3 separate regions of the Mus musculus genome follow, and regions 2 and 3 are each linked to region 1. A link is a contact called in public ChIA-PET and promoter capture Hi-C data. All regions are on one chromosome and are shown on one strand. The core of a region is the stretch at or near the end of the contact, and the rest is flanking DNA. Distances in the headings are between cores, read along the strand shown. Region 1 holds the start of Ptpn22 (protein tyrosine phosphatase, non-receptor type 22 (lymphoid)). Region 2 has its middle 42 kb from the start of Gm25869. Region 3 holds the start of Syt6 (synaptotagmin VI).

Region 1 (3,509 bases), core at 421-2,920:
GTGTCTTGCTATATATAGTTCAGATAGGCCTGCACTTTGTAACCATTCTCCTATCTGAGCCTCCTCAGTGCTAGTGTTACAAGTATATTCCATTATACCCTGAAGAATGTTGTATTCTTTTTAAAAATAAAGCTTCCCCATATTTTGTATGTTTTAAAATAGTCAAATATTGCATCATTTAGAGTAGCAAGAAATTTCCTGTTGTTGCTAGACAAGGATAATCTCAGAGATTTGTTTTAGTCTCAGGAAATATTGCTGAAGAATTATGGTTCATTTTAATTTGTGTGAACTACATTTGAAATTCTTTATGTGAAATACTAACTTCAAATTGCCTGCCAAGGGTTCAATGAAGAGGGTGCAGCGTGTTTTGTGTTCAAAATCATGATTTTCTGAAGGGAGTTTGAATAGTGTAAAACCAGAAAGGGTTGCTAATATCTTAATAGAGGAAGTCCAAACTACACCTTTCCCAGTTTTTTTTTTTAACTTGAAACTAATTTTGTAACATTCTGTTTACTGAACTTCCTCATTTGCAAGGGTTTTCACACTGAATTAGATCTTGAGTGGATTTGTGCCCATCGAAGAGAGGATTTATGCAAACGGAGATGTGGAAGCATTCTCTGGAATAACCTGCCTTGTTAAGGCACTGATACCACAGATGTGGACGGCTCCCTGAAACGCGATCTTTTCTGAGATAGGCTCTGTAGGATCAAAATGTCAACATGTCTTCATGAATTCTTCAGCCTCTTTCATTCTTCCTCCCTCCCCTTCTGAGAGAGAGAGAGAGAGAGAGAGAGAGAGCGCTCACTTTGTTTCTCAGGTGTCTCAAACTCTGAGACTCAAGTGATCTTGCAGCTGGGGACAGTCCTGAGGAGCTGGGACTGCACCACCTCTCCTCAATTCTCTCCAGACAGGCTGACCTAGATAGAATCTGTATGGTTCTCAGCAAGCAATATTTTAGCTTTAGTTCCGTTTTGTCCTTTCGCTGTTTGCTAGCAGTGCGTTCTGGGGATATTGTGCTAACTGCCTCCCCGGTGCTTCCCATCCTGTGTAGAGCTGTACTCTCAGTGTTTGCAAAGCTACTGGAGGTCTGAAGAAGTACAGAGACCAACACTTCCCTTAATGAGGGCCAGTACTTCCCCAGTCACGGGTGAGATGGACCATCAGAAGCAGTGGACTTTGCTTCCTCTAAAAGAAAAACGTGAGGTTTATAATGGAAGCTTGACAAATTCTGAAACAAAATGCCCGCTTGATGAGCAGAGGTCTGCCATGATCATATCTATAGGAGACTTTGGGGATAATGGTCCGGGTCGGAGATAGGTAACTCCAGTGTTTGTCTCCTCTCCTGCAGCAGGGCATAGGTGGGCGTCACCCAGGCCTTTCTGCTCACTGGGATGTGAAAAGCTGAACTCACAGGTTAGTGCTGTACTTTCTGCCTTTCTTCTGGGAATGGAAGAACTGAGTGCTGTCTGAGACTGACAGCGTGGAACAGTCTCTGAGCTAAGCAGACCACAGTTTGTGTTCTGGTTAGCCTCTTGTTTGTTACATTTGAACAGTAGCCAAGTTTCTTTGTTGAGAAAGGAAGGCGCTAGGGCCCTGCAGGGAGATGATGGCTTTGTTGTGTGACCACAGAAGCTAGTTTTGTACTAATTTCCTCTAGGGCTTGTGATGAAGTCAGTAAACCACAGCCTCCAGCACGCTGTGCTCCTGCAGCAGCAGTGGCTTCTTGGTGCTGCCTTGGCCATGACACATATTTGACATGCCCTCCCTTAACCTACTCACAGACTCTTGCTCTGCGGCATGGACCAAAGAGAAATTCTGCAGCAACTACTGAAAGAAGCCCAGAAAAAGAAACTCAACAGTGAGGAGTTTGCCAGTGAATTTCTGGTGAGTTCTGGAATGCTCTGAAGAGTTCTTAGATAAACTGTGTAGCAGTCTGTGGTGGCCCAGTTTGCCTAGACGCAATTGCTGTAGGGATAACACGACCATGGAGTTTGGAGTGGAAGGGAGGAAGGCGACCTAAGAACATAACCTCTCTGGGCTTTGTTGTGTCTGTGCTCAGGGTTTTCTCCAGGTAGGCTGGTTTTAATGTTGGGTTTGCTTGTTCTTTTGAGCTTAATGGTCCTACAGAAGGTATAGACAGGTGTATGGATATTAATGCTTTCTGAACATCTGCAGAAAGCATTTGCATTGTGACATATGCTTCAGATTACTAATAAGAGTAGCTTTTCATGTTACGTGTTATTTTTAGCTTCCCTATAGGCTATCATTGGGATAACAGGGGTTTGAAAAACACCAAAAACTCTCATTTTGCCACTTTTTCTCCTATCCCTTTGAAAACAAGTTGATTATTAGAATAGGCATTTTCCTTTTTAACAATAGCTGGGCTTCTTTAACTTATATTGTCTGGAGAAGTGGGCTAGGGAGAGTGGGGAGTAGAGACACGTGAGAGACATGGAGAGCAAGGTAGCCTGGGAGCAGGTGGACTTGATTATCCAGAACTCAAATCCACTTAGAGGGAGCCATAGTTAACAGTGTAACAAAAGCTGGGCGGCCCATTTTCCATCCCTGTCAGGCACATCAGATAACATGGTATTTGACACACCTGTCATGCTTTTGGTTTTTGCTTAGTGTTTGTTTGTTTGTTTGTTTGTTTGTATCAGTATGTAGCTCTGTCTGGCCTAGAGCTCACTATGTAGATCAGGTTTGGCCTTGAACTTAAAAGATCCTCCTGCCTCTGCCTCACTGGGATCAAAGGCATGTACGACCACACCAACCTGCTGTGTTCTAAAAGCTTCTAATTGGTATTTCAGAACTGTAAGAATGTTAAGCCTTAGCCCTTCAGCTTTGAATTGAGAAAAATAAAGAACATCGACATGGTCATCATTCAAATTATCAAATATTTAACGTGTTCCCAAATCACCCTAACTCTTTGTTTTCTAGGTTAAAAAAATGAGGATAATAATTTATGTCCTATCTATCTCATTTTGGATTATTGTGATGATTATATCATTAATTATAATAATTAAATGAGAACAAGGTGTTTTGGAGGCACCCAGAGACCCAGTTACTTGGAAGGCTGAGGTGGGTTAAATCTTGAGTTCAAGGCTCGCCCAGGCGACTGAGAGGGACCGTGTCTCAGAAAAGGGATCATTTAGGAGCACTTACTATGTACCAACTTTGTTTCTTCACACTAAGATACAATAGTAAACAAAATGTCTTTGCCTTCCAGAACTAGCGTTCTGGCACCAGATATTAGAAGAGAAAACTATCCATGATGTTTTCACTGAACAGATATCACTATTAGATAGCACAGCAGGCTAGTATATAGTGGCCCAACTTTGAGGCTAAGATATTATGCCAGCTTATGGTGTCACTTAAATATTTTCTTTCTGCCACAAGTTCTCAGGGTAGTTTAGGCACAGGGTAGAGTTGCCTATGTGTCTACTTAGATCCAAGCATGCCTTTTGACTGTATCACTGAGACATTCTTAAGGCAATTTATTAAGATAT
Region 2 (3,509 bases), core at 688-3,187, 470 kb before region 1:
AACCTCAGGCTGTACCTAAATTATTTTAAAGATCATTAAATGAAACTGACAATGAGGAGATCACACTTGATAAAATCTGTCAGACTAAAAATTAACTGAAGAATACATTTACATCACCAACAGACAATTGGATTAGAAAAATAAAAATAAAAAAAGATAACAAAAGGAAAGTTCCCGCTGCGGTTCTGTAGTTGCTGGGATAGAAGGACCTGGCTCACAGTCAGCCATCTTTACGATGTATAATCTAAATGGGATAATTGTTAATGAAAAGAATTTCAAGAATATGATGATGGCTAGTGGGAAACCTTGGAAGATTTCAACTGCTCAGAAAATAGATCAAGCAATGAAGTTGAGGGCCGAGGAAATGGCTCGGAGGTTCACATGTTAGTCACAAAAAATGTGAGGACCAGCGTTCAGATTCCCCCAAACCCACATAAAAGCTGGGCCGGCATGGTGGCTCTTCTGTGATTCCAGCCATGGAAGGTGGGCACAAGGGATCCCCCAAAGCTAGCTGACTAGCAAGAATTAGCTGTCTGGGAGCGCTCTGGGTTTGATTGAGATACCCTGCCTTGTAGGACAGCAATGGAGGCTGGCTCCTGCCATCAACCTCGAATCTCTACACAAACCTCCACACATGCACCCACACATGCAAATTTACACACATACAGGCAAAACATGCATATATACATATGCGCTCCACACACATATGAAAATAGAAAACAATAGAAGAATGAGAAGAAATGAAGTTGACTCAAAGACATTTCCCACGTCTGTGATCTCCACTCCCTGTCACTCTTTCTCCTTACAGCGCTCAGGGCATGTGTGAAAGGCACTGACCTACTTTGTGCCTTATTCACAAACAGAATAACTCCAGTTTCAGATAGTGAGCTTTGAACTGCGTTTCTTGGTATTCAAGTCTCTTCACTTCCTGTGTCTTCCATTGGCTGTTCCTCCCCCTGCCCCCACCAAGGCACACCCCCAGCTCCCACTACTCCCCTTTATAGATTCCCCCACCCCAGTCTCCTCCTTCCCAGGGGTTCTCTCTGCAGCTTACTTCATATCCACACAGGCACAACTTCAAACCGCATCTGTGCTGACTGCCCCAGTGGCGCTTCTTATCTAAGCAGCGGCAGCAGCAGGCTGGGTGACCAAGGCAGCAAAAAGAATTTAATGGAATGATATTAGGTCTGTCCAGAATTGGCAGGCAAGCTGGAGACCAGGCTAGGAGAATGCACAGGAGTGTGGGGGAAGCACAATGGTTAGACACTTCTCCAGGGACATACCACAAGGGCCAGCTGGTCAGGACCTGCTGGTCCCTCAATGAACACACTGCCTCCCATCTTGGGCCACACTAGAGTGGCTGGGTGGAACCTGAGCTGTCCCTATGTCTCTGTGTCACATCCTGAAATGCTATGGGTACAGAGTCGGGGGGAGAACGGGCCTTGGCGGAAGGAGGGGCTCTTCCTCTTGCCCTCCATCCTGTGGCAAATTCTTCATACACAGGAAGAAGGTTCAGGGGCTGACACCTACCACATCTAAGATGTTTACCAGTTGACCTACCCCACAGAGGCTGTCTCAACTCCATTTTAGGCAAAGAGACTGCCTGGTTCATAGTCCCAAGATTTGTCAGGCCAGGCTAGTATTGTCTTAGACTTAGGTCTTTTTGGTTCTGCTTGGTCCCAGCTGCCACCCATTGAGTCTGAACATAGATTTCTAAGCCTGAGGACTCTGGCCCTGGCTTAAAGACCTTTGTGCATCATGATCTGCTCCTCCTCCTACCCACCCACAATTTAATGGTGCTTATCTTGAGGGGTAGGTGGTGGGGAGGGAGTGGTGGGCAGAAGTCAGCACCTTAGCTCATTTTGGCCAGGGTGGGGTGGTGGCGATGGTGGTGGCTGTTGTTTTGCACAGAGACTTTGAAGAGGTTTGAGTCAGTCTATAGACATAGGACAACTCCCTGCTCTCAGACAGTCCTCCTACATAACATAACATAGCTAACATAACATACATAACAGCTAAGCGATTAGATGTACTTATCTAAGGCTGGAGGCTCCCCACTCCCTTCTATGGCATGTGCCTTACACACACACACACACACACACACACACACACACACACACACACACACACCACACCACACACTCTGGTCTAGGCAGAGAAAATACTGTCCTCAGAAGAGCTTCTCTCCCACCATCTTTGCAGTCTGGCTGGCTTTCTTCCAGAACCATCTTTCTTTAGCTTTTAGTTTATTTTATGTATGTGGGCGTTGCCTGCATGTGTGCCTATGTACCGTGTGTATACATGCAGTGACTTCGGAGGCCAGAAGAGGGCATCAGCTGCTAGAACTGGAGTTCTAGATGGTTGAGAGTCACCTAATATTCTAGGTTGACCTCACTTAAGACTCTGTCTCACTCAGCTTCCTGAGGGCTGGCATTGCAGGCACAAGCCTGGCTCAGACAGTCTTTTGATGGGCCTTTAACTTTTCTTGTAATAACAAGCTCAGAGTTCTGCTTCCCGGCCACATTGGTGTCTGACTGTCTTTAGAAACCTGTAAAGCAGTGAGTGACAGAGCAGAGACTGCGCTCTTTCACAAGGACGCATGCGCAGGGAGTGACCGAGAAGAGACTGAGTGCTCCCACAAGGACGCATGCGCAGGAAGTGACAGAACTTTAGTCAGAAGCGAACGCAGAGGACACAGGTGTTTCAACGTTCAGGAAGTTTGAGTCCTTCAGATCTTGTTAAGTGTCCTTACAGTAGACTCTGGAGTCACAGTCTTCCCTGAACCACGTGACCCACTATCACCGCAGCTGGAAGGCGGGGTGGGTATCAATTCAACAGGTGTTGAAGCCTGGCTGTGCTTGAAGAGGTTGGTTTTGCTCATTATTGGAAAATCTCCGGGTGGGAAAAGAGAGGCTTAAACTTCTCGTTTTTTCATCTATCCAGTCTTCGTAGGAGAAGTCACACTCACAACAGCTCCTGTGACTCCTGCTTTTCATTTTGCTCTGTGTGAGTAGCAATATGGCCTTCAACGTTTTGCCTGAATGAGGTTTTTTTATTCCAGGTGACTCTAAGTGATAATTTAATTTTAGCAATTTACCACCCAGGGCCAGCAGCTGCCAGATTCCTTGAATCTTAGCTGGATTTTACTGCCTTGTTCTCTAAAATCCAATCTTCCAGCCAGCCCTCCAATTCCCTGTAGCCCTTGTTGATTCTTTACTATTTGGGTCCTTGAGTACACACATCAGAGACCAGCCGTGGATGACTTAATTAGGGAAGGAGCTGTCTTAGGGAAGCCTTGGACAGTACATGGCGTCTACAGACCTAGCCAGCCAGGCTTCGAAAACGAACAGGAGCTGGGAGTGGTGGCACACTCAGGAGGCAGAGGCAGGCAATCTCTGAGTTTGGGGACATCCTGGATTACAGAGTGAGTTCCAGGACAGCCAGGGCTACAGAGGGAAACCCTGTCTAGAAAAACCAAAAACCAACCCCCCCCCCCGCCTGCCCCGCCA
Region 3 (3,509 bases), core at 395-2,894, 290 kb before region 1:
GTGTTTTACATAAACACAAAACCCCCGCTTGGGAAGCTGCTAATGAGAGTGTTGCCTGGGGCCTCGGAACTCCGAACTCTCCTCGGGGCTGAAATCTACATTGGTGATGGAGGGGAGGATATCGGGCGTCTGGGTTCCTCAGGTGGGTGGAAGGCAAGTGGAGAGGCAGAAGCTTACCTGTTGTTGGAACAGCAATCCAGCACCACTGCCTGGAAGGTGGTCTGGATTGAACCATGGATCAAGCCGTCCTCAGTCCCTTCCGCTCAAGTTCCCACACTTCTCTATGGCAGGCTCTAGGGACCCGGGTGGAAGCTGCGAACCCGCTATAATAGCCCCTCCCCACTCTTCCCTAACACAGCGCGCACAAGCTGATTATACCAACCGAATCTTCAGCACCGCGGACAGGGACACTGCGCCTGTTAGGAGAACCTCCAGGCTGAGAGAAGAGGTCTCTTAGGTTGAGGCCTTTCTCTTGCTACCCTGGGCACTGTCTGTCTCGTGTTTGCAACTATAAGGGCCAGTTGATGCGGCTGGTACAGATGGTGCATGGTGGTGATCGTCTGGAGCTACCGCTCCAAATCTCCTCTCTCTGGAACCTGAGTCGCAGCCCAAGCCACCTCCAATTAACGTGTATTCGGAGGAAGGACCCTCCTCCCTGACCACTCTCACTTGCACACACCAGCCCCGTAGCTGCAGGTGCAGGGGCTCCAGCTAAAGTTTCTTTCCCAGATCCTACTTCGGAAAGGCAACACAATGATGATAGGTGAAGGGTGGGAGTCTACTGTGATAGGGCCTTAAGGGAGTCGCTCTCCTGTCTGTTAGCAATGGCTCCTAGATTTCCAGGCCTGGGTGAAAGCATCCCGAAACTAACAGCCACCCTGCTTCTGAGTCTCACTTCACAGTTCCTGAGGGGAGCTCCTTTTACAGTCTAGCCTCCTATTTAGATTTCCGTCTTTTTGGTCCTTGTTATATATGCTTCATACAAAAATATATTATTTATGGTGGGTTTGGTCTGATGCGTGGAGGTGGGTCTGGTGGGAACCGAACCCCTTTCTGAAATGCTCCCCACTCCTATTCAGAAACTTTCTCCTCCTGTTGCCATGGAGAGAGACGGCCGCTGCCTCCAGTCGCCATAGCAACGTGCGGGTGCCTCGGACCGCAAGATTGCGGGGCTCTGAAAGTCTTCTTTACAGTTCCCCTCGCTCTGCCGTCTTGGGGTCTTATATCTCCGAAGCCCAGACCCGGAAAGTCTGGCTAACTTCTCCTGTTAACTCTCTTTGCAGGGTCCTCCCGCCATACAGTCAGACCACTCCTTTTTATGTTGTGTTATTGCGATGCCCACTTGTTTGGCATGTGGCAGTTTCCCCAACGTTTTCACAAGCACTACCTATATATTCCCAGGGAGCTCATAGAGCACCAGTAATTATTACACCTCGTTTACGAAATGGAAAACTGAGTCCCAGAAAGGCCCAAGGTCATATCCGCAGTGAGGACTCAGTTGGCCTTGATCCTGCATGATGTGGGACAGCGGGGTTGGAACCTGCCCGGACTCAGGCAAGTCCCTGAGTGTGGAGGGGGCGGCCGTGAGGCGCCAGACTTGCCAGCTGCCGCGGGATGCCACGTGAGGGGCGGGGACCCTGCGGGGAAGTGATTAAAAGCAGAGCGGAGCCTCAGGGGGCCGCTGCGGGGAGGGTCTTCTTGGGGCCTTCTTACCCCGCCCCAGTCCGGCCGCGGCTGGAGTTCGAGCCACTACTCCGCTGGCCTGAGTGTCCGGGGCATGAGCGGGGTTTGGGGGGCCGGAGGGCCTCGGTGCCAGGCGGCGCTCGCGGTCCTGGCTTCTCTGTGCCGGGCCCGGCCGCCCCCTCTCGGGCTGGACGTTGAGACTTGTCGGAGCTTCGAGCTGCAGTCCCCGGAGCAGAGTCCAAGCGCGGCAGACTCAGGTACTGGGAGACCCAGGTCCCTCTCCACTCCTGGATTTCTCTTCTCAGTGGCCTCCCCTGCCCAAGGTACCAGCCCAAGGGCCCCAGAACCTCAGAAGTCTAGCTCGGAGTCCCAGTCTGGGTCAGTTCCCTGGCTCACCGCCCGCAGGGAGAGATTCGAAGAGGACCTGAGAGGAGAGAACCCTTCTCCTTCCAGGTCACTAATTATGAGAGCCCGGAGATGCGGCATCCTTGGGGCCTCAGTTTCCCTTGTGTCTTGGGCTCATCCCAGGAGCGATTGGCCAGGGTGAGGGGAATGGAGACGTCCTGGGCACGGAGGAAAGCTGTGTTTCAGGGGGTGGGGGGCTGTCCAGGGTTCAGGATCTAGGATCCAGGGCTCATTAGTGACTGGGTAAAGGCTGGCGGTGCCACTGGGCTTGGGAAAAACTTGCGCCTGCAGCTGGCACGCGGTCTTTGTGTCCAGGTTTCTCAGCAGCGAGTGGCTGTCTGCGTCTCGCCGGGGGGGAGGGGGGACGGGGGGCGGGGTGGGGAGAGTGTCGTGGCGTACCCCCACCCCCACCCGGCACCCCTATAACTCGCTTCCTCGGTCTCTCTCTGACTCACTCGGACTCCGGGCGGGTGTTCAACTGAGCCGGTGCCTCTCACCGACTTTGCCAGGCGGGAACCTCCTGCCCCGGCCCCGCGGACCCTGCGCCGGACGCAACCCCGGCAGCCGCCAAGTCTAGGCGGCAGCCCGAGCCGAGTCCAGCTCCTGAGCCCGGGTGAGTCCTGAGCCCGAGCCCCTCGGGGACCCGGTCCTGCGTGCAGCCGCGACGTCTCGCGGGAGTCGCGACAAGAGGGGTGGCGTGTCGCGCCCTGGCGGCGGGAGCCGCGGGAGTGTCCGCGGCGTGACAGCCGACCGGCCCGGGTATGTACCTGCTGCACCAGTCTTTGCCGCCAAGCTCTCCTGCTGCAGCGGGATCCTTTGTCCCGCAATTAGGAGGGTACAGGACAGAGGAAGTATGGGTCGTGTCCCCTCGGAGGGAAGGGCCCGGGGGCAGCCTGCGGCCCGGAGCGAATGCGGCGTGGGGGTGGGGAGATCCTGCAGAGACCCAAGCGCTGGAGTTCCTTGGGGCTCTGCAGACTCACCGTACCTTGTCCGCGACTGAGACCCCGATCAAGACCCTGACCAAGACCCTAGTGGCTCCGGGCCTAGGCTTAAGTGGGAGTCGCTTCGTGGTTCCATATGGCTAGTGAGGGAAAGACAGGAGGGGGCTGCTAAAGGCAGAAATGTGGTCCTCACGCATCTCTCCAGGGACAGGTAATCAGGGACCAGGGGAGAGGTACCCAGGAGCAGGTGCAGGTCGGGCGAGCTCCCAGTGGCCTCAGATTCCAGAGCGCCTTTTCCATTTGAGGTTAAAGGTCAAAGATAGAGGAAGATTCCAGGTTAGGGATAGATCCTGTGAGAGGGAAGGTAGAGAGGTCAGGGGAGGCTGTGTGTATGCTCAGGGAGGGAGGCTGTATCCAGCCTTCTGTGAGTGGAGCCCACCTCACTTCTGTATGAGTCATTAGGGATCTCTCTCTCTCTCT

What was found. Promoter capture Hi-C pulls out the DNA fragments that hold promoters and counts their contacts. ChIA-PET counts read pairs in DNA pulled down with a chosen protein or histone mark.
Region 2: an RNA polymerase II ChIA-PET map of memory CD8 T cells shows a contact between it and region 1, with 2.7 times the contacts expected there. The contact joins the enhancer-like site here to the promoter of Ptpn22 in region 1. A contact is called at or near these places in 7 of 39 promoter capture datasets (the 3T3-L1 cell line, cranial neural crest, embryonic stem cells and 4 more), 1 of 15 datasets of contacts at CTCF or cohesin (the NIH/3T3 cell line), 7 of 484 Hi-C or Micro-C datasets (CD4 T cells, CD8 T cells, the G1E-ER4 cell line and 1 more) and 5 of 115 datasets of contacts at active chromatin or transcription factors (CD8 T cells, T-cell acute lymphoblastic leukemia, effector CD8 T cells and 2 more).
Region 3: a promoter capture Hi-C map of neural stem cells shows a contact between it and region 1. The contact joins the promoter of Syt6 here to the promoter of Ptpn22 in region 1. A contact is called at or near these places in 1 of 39 promoter capture datasets (neural stem cells) and 1 of 115 datasets of contacts at active chromatin or transcription factors (memory CD8 T cells).

What each region holds. Positions count from the first base shown.
Region 1 is chr3:103,858,607-103,862,115 of GRCm38.p6, forward strand. Ptpn22 (protein tyrosine phosphatase, non-receptor type 22 (lymphoid)) reads left to right here and starts at 1,671. Exons shown (of 21, transcript NM_008979.2): 1 at 1,671-1,884. The coding sequence starts at 1,798.
Region 2 is chr3:103,384,159-103,387,667 of GRCm38.p6, forward strand. No RefSeq gene overlaps it. Among named protein-coding and RNA genes, the nearest start is that of Gm25869, 42 kb to the right of the region's middle. Within about 2 kb of position 1,938, at least 61 of the 459 cell types and tissues checked have an H3K27ac peak or open chromatin away from gene starts, as enhancers often do. A contact at or near this core is called in CD8 T cells, T-cell acute lymphoblastic leukemia, effector CD8 T cells and 3 more, where this site is marked.
Region 3 is chr3:103,573,601-103,577,109 of GRCm38.p6, forward strand. It overlaps Syt6 (synaptotagmin VI), which reads left to right and starts at 1,645. Exons shown (of 8, transcript NM_018800.5): 1 at 1,645-1,940. The coding sequence starts at 1,778.